Linked DNA regions of Cricetulus griseus: region 1 is linked to region 2. Evidence: chromatin contacts called from public Hi-C data. All regions are on one chromosome and are shown on one strand. Each heading gives the region's core, a stretch centred on a gene start, on an enhancer-like site or on the middle of the called end of the contact. The rest is flanking DNA. Distances are from core to core; before and after follow the strand shown.

What was found. Hi-C and Micro-C count contacts between places; a contact is called where the count stands out from the background.
Region 1: a Hi-C map of liver shows a contact between it and region 2, with 1.8 times the contacts expected there. The contact joins the promoter of Sh3bgrl here to the enhancer-like site in region 2. A contact is called at or near these places in 2 of 8 Hi-C or Micro-C datasets (the CHO-K1 cell line and liver).

What each region holds. Positions count from the first base shown.
Region 1 is chrX:62,223,454-62,226,153 of CriGri-PICRH-1.0, reverse strand. It overlaps Sh3bgrl (SH3 domain-binding glutamic acid-rich-like protein), which reads left to right and starts at 1,326. Exons shown (of 4, transcript XM_027432832.2): 1 at 1,326-1,548. The coding sequence starts at 1,504.
Region 2 is chrX:62,173,787-62,176,486 of CriGri-PICRH-1.0, reverse strand. The region is part of intron 1 of Sh3bgrl (SH3 domain-binding glutamic acid-rich-like protein); the gene reads left to right. Among named protein-coding and RNA genes, the nearest start is that of Sh3bgrl, 50 kb to the left of the region's middle. Within about 2 kb of position 1,281, at least 1 of the 6 cell types and tissues checked has open chromatin away from gene starts, as enhancers often do. A contact at or near this core is called in the CHO-K1 cell line, where this site is marked.

The sequences.
Region 1 (2,700 bases), core at 77-2,576, 50 kb before region 2:
TCTCTCTCTGTCTCTCTGTCTCTCTCTGTCTCTCTCTCTCCCTCTCTCTCTCTCTCTCTCTCTCTCTCTCTCTCTCTCTCTCTCTCTCTCTCTCTGTGTGTGTGTGTGTGTGTGTGTGTGTAGTACTAGAGATCCAACCTTGGGGCTCCATTTCTCTAAGGTATCGACAAGGCCTACCAGATTATCTGCTAATGCCACTATTCAGTTTTCTAGGAATAATTATTTACATTCAATAGTTTATATGCTAGATAGAAATATTTTGTTCTTTCTGTTCCTTTTTTCCATTATTTTAAGAGTCCAAACAATTAATATAGAACTCCAAAAGGAGAGTTGTACAGCAATAATGTAAAAGAAACTATAGATTTTTCAACATCATGATTATGATTTTGATTTATAGTTATAAAAATTTTCCTTGGCATAGTGCTCTGGGTAGTAAAATGAAGAGTAGCTGTGATGTTGATAATGAGTATGGTGGCTAGATTACTCTAATTTACTGTACTTGATAATTTGTAGAAAGTCTTTTTGTTTGCTTTTGGTTTTTTATAGTCTCACTCTTTAGCATAGTCGAGCTTCTAATTCCAGGCAATCATGTCTCACCTCCAAAGTGCAGAGATTACAGGTATGAAACACGAAGGGCACAAAGTTCGTTCTAAGTATTTACTGATGATTTTCTTCCTGCAATTTCCTACTTCATTCCAGAGTTGTTTATTATTTTTTTTTCTCTACAATTTCCTCCTTCATTCTAGAATTCTTGATTATATCTCCTGCAAATTCCCACTAAAGGATTGTTTCCTATTTTAACAAAAGCCCAGACAAAAAGAAGACTTATTCTGCTCTTTCCGGTTTAGGGAAACTTGAAACTTCTCTCCAGCCCTCCTCCACATCGCACAACATTTCAGAACACACCGAATTCCTGCAACCAACTAAGGTTAAAAAAATCGCTCACTTCATTATAGGCGTCTTAAAATACACAAGGCTTTGATAACGTGGTTTTAAAAAAATTAAACTAGTGTTTGGATTCAACACAAAGCTAGCTTTCAACTATGTTATTTGCATACATTTCTGAGCAGGAAGTAACACTCAAAACTTCTGTTGTACATGGGAAAGGGTCCTTTATTCTAACCTAGTGCAATTCAGGGATCCCCGCCCCCCTACTCCTTCTTTTATTTCTCCCTCGCCCCCTTCCAGGAGAGGGAATAGTCAAAAAGAATTGTTTTAACAGATCTCGCGGTGCTGTTCGAGATCCTGTGTTTTAAAAAAACAATTTAGAAATGATGCAAATGAGCCTGAGCCTTCCGGGGTTTGGGGCTGGGACTGCAGTGCTGGAAGCTCATTGAAAGCAGCCACTGGTGGAGGCGGGGCTCTGGCCAGTTCCCCTTCCACCTTCCCCCACCCTCCTCTTCCAACCTCTGTTTGGCCCCTTGCTCTGTTCCAGCGTTGCTGCAGCTGTTTCTCAGCCCTTTTCAACACTCCAGCGACCGACCACAAGCTCTTGTTTCCAGGATGGTGATCCGTGTATATATTGCATCTTCTTCTGGCTCTACGGCGGTAAGGAGAGTGGGAGCCCACCTTTGTTGTTTTCCAACACACTAGATCTCTCTGCCCCAGAACCGTTAAATTGCAGAAGTTACACTGGAAGCTTCTCCTTAGAAGACGCAAGCATCGCCCACTACACCCCCTCTTTCCTTTCTTCCTTTGTTGCGTCGATTTCATTTCTTTTTTCGTGGAGTTAGCTTTGTTTGCCTTCAGACATTAGTGCCATATTTCATTTCTAAAAGAAAAGGAAAACTACCGAGTTTAGGTAGATGGAAGGAGATAACTGGTTTATAGATTTCACGGTTAGGTGAAGTCAAGTAAAATAAAATAAAATAAAATAAAAAACCCAGTGGCTTTCAGGCTATCAAGGCAATTAACAAATATGCTCTCAGTACCGAGTTCAGGGGAAGCATTGCATTCCTGTAAAGGATGGGGGTACTGCTGGGGAGGGAGTGGAAGACTCCTGAGATACTGAGATTATTGTGAAACTACTGTATTGGAATTATTTTGAGAGCATGTAGGCAGGGCATAGAACATTAAAAGAAAATAGAAAGTCAGGAACAATGATACAAATGATTTTTTGTTTCTTCTTCTTCTTCTTCTTCTTCTTCTTCTTCTTCTTCTTCTTCTTCTTCTTCTTCTTCCTCTTCCTTCTCCTCCTCCTCCTCCTCATCCTCCTCGTCCTCCTCCCCCTCCTCCTCCTCCCCTCTCCTCCCTCCCCCCTCCTCCTCCTCGTCCTTGTCCTCCTCCTCCCCCTCCTCGTCCTCCTCCTCCTCCTCCACCTCCTCCTTCCCCTTCTCCTCCTCCTCCTTCTCCTTTTTTGGTGTGTGTGTGTGTTTATTTAATGTAGTGTGGGGCATGCCCTCCCCCATATCGATTCTTATTTTGACTTTTTCTTTTCCTTCAAAAGGTTTTCCTTCTAAAACCCACTACTTTAAGACTGGAGAAAGGACATATGGCACCTGAGTTGCTACCCCTTCATAGGATAGAATTTTCTTCCTTGATCCATTTGCCAATTGTTAACTTAGCATAAGAGTTTCTAGCATGTCTGTGGAGGATTGGGTAAACTGAGGTGAAAGCTGAATGCATACTCATGGTAAATAAAGAGCCTCTGTTCGTGCAACCCCAGGAGGAAAAATAGGCCAGCAGTGGCAAGAGCAGATG
Region 2 (2,700 bases), core at 32-2,531:
AAATTTTCATTAATCTTTTAAGTTAGTATATAGTATAATTGGCTTCATTATGCTTTCATGCATAATTGGTGACTATGTTTCTCATTTCTCTTCCTCTTCACCTTGCCTGTAGTCTTCTTGACAGTGTCTTTCTGTGTCCCACAAAGTCCTGAGCTCTTGTGCCACATGTTTTCTCATTCTTCCCCCACTCTTTGTCTTTCTTTTAATATCTCGTCTTCCTTTTTCATGGTTCCCACACTAGTAATATGATCCACACATGCACATATACACACATTTAAATTTAAACTTCATACATGGGAGAAAACATGCAGCATTTACCTTTCTGGTTTTTGTATTTTGCTTAGCATAATGATTTCTAGTTCCATCCATTTTTCGGAGAGTGTCATTTGTTTTTCCTCATAGATGAATAATTCTGTTATATGTATGTACTGTAGTTTTTTATATCATATATTGATGAACCTCTAGACGGGTTCTGTTTCCTAGTACTTCTGAAAAGAGCAGAAGTGAGTGGATGGCAACGGTTGGATGGGTGTACCTTAAATTCACTCCAGTAGTTATTGCTTATATTTGTTAGCTGATAAGTAGTCATGAGAGGTTTAGATTTCCACACACCACAGAATTGAGCAATACAGAGCATAGTCTTTGGCTACATGCAGTCAAGTCTTATTTGGTAGTTCAAACTACTCTTTACTGGTAGTTCATTTTTTTTTTCATCATAGAGACTGCCTGTCTCCTTAGACAGGATTTTATATAGTCCACACAAGCCTCAAACTGACATAGCTCTCAGGCTGCCCTTGAACTCCAAAGCTTCTTTCTCCTGAGTGTCAGGATTACAGGCATGTACTGCCATGCCTGGCTTAGATACAATTTGTTTATCAAAAGAAGGTACTAATGCCAACATTACCAAACTCTTTTAAAGACTAAAAGGTAATGTTATACGTCACACACTGTGCATAGTATATAGTAGCCACTCGATAAATGCAAGACTAGCATCATTATAGTGGTGATACTGCTTAACTTCAGCACAGAAAATGAACTTATATGTTTGAGAGTTTAAGTTCTTGTAATTTGGGGCACAGACTGAACATTCTCAGAAAGCAAGTGCATGCTGACAACGTTTTGAGAGTGTTTTGTTATCAGAAATCAGCACTTAGGAGGCACAAAAATTAAAAGGTGTCTTTTAATACTTGTGCTTTGTAGGTAGCTGAGTATGTCTAAAGACTTGTCACTGAACCTTGCCTTTGTTGACAAAGTTAGTAAGAAACGAGGAGAAAAGCAATGTCTCAAGTGAGCAATGGGATGCAGTAGTCACTGTTTCCTACGTGTGACTCATTCCCTGTCTGTTACCACCTAGAAGACATTAAAATGGAGCTTTCTAGCTATCTTCATGATTCCTGGTCACATTAAGCCATGAAAATATGTTAGTACAATAAAAACACGTTACTCGGCTCAAATATTCATTTAGCCATTTATTACCTGACATGTGGCCTCTGTCCTTCTCTTATGGCACAGCCTACTCTGCTCCTGCCTACCTGTCTTCACTTTTCCAGCATTATAATATAAAGCATACTAATTGTATGTATTTAGTTAAGTAGTTGGGCATCGTCCCATCACTTGTCTTTAGCCCACTGAAGGATTTTCACTGACTGCCTTAGTGATGGGGTACAGTTTTCTGGCTTTATATTTCTTTACTTCTCATCATCTGTGTTTGGTCTTGACGTAGCTTCTGGCTGTCTCCACATTCTTTGTGGTCTGGGTTTCTATCAAGTAGTCACTTGGCCAGTATTAATTGCCTCTTATTTATGTATCTGATTGAGAACATTAACAGTCACGTCAAGGGCACAGTCTTTATAATCATTCTGTATGGACTTCTTTGTGCCCCATGCGGACAATGTCCTGTGTCTTGGGCCCCATGAAAGAGCACATGTGCTGGGTGTAGGAGAAATGATCCAGAAGGCTGCTTTGGAATTGGAGCAAAGAAATTGAGCAAGACTTTCATTCAGTATTAGGTGGAGGGAATGGACATTGCTGAGAGCAGTAACAGGAAGAGCAATGCTGAGTGTCCTGTAAACATTCTATTGTCTCTTACTGTGCAATATGAAGGCCATCTGCTTCTGAAATCTTGGAAAGCCATATTCAAAATTGTATTTATGAGTGGTGTAGACTTATTAGATTGGGATCCATGTGAATGTGATTCACCTTTTTGTCCTTTTGTGTTTTGAACATCAGGTACACCGTGAAAAAAAATCAATTAGCTAAATTAGTCACACACGCATGTGCATGTACATGTACACACACACACAACACACACACACACAGACACACACACACACACACACACACACACACACACACACGGAGGGAGGGAGGGAGAGAAAGAGAGAGAGAGAGAGAGAGAGAGAGAGAGAGAGAGAGAGAGGACTTGAGAAAACTAGGCCATGTCTTAAAGGGCTGAAAACAGTATCATTTTGAGAACTAGTAGTGGCTTTCTAAAAGAGGTGTCCATGTTTGGAGTTGGTGTTGGTTTGAGGAACAAGTTGAGGTATAATACATAGGTTGGTAAGACAAAAGTAAAGAAATTACTCTAAATCAACTCCAGTAAGCCATGTGGTGGTGGTGATGCCAGTGCTGGCAGTGGTATATGTAACCAACAGAGGCCAAAAAATTAGAGTAACAGTGCAAAGAAGCCTTTTAAGTTTC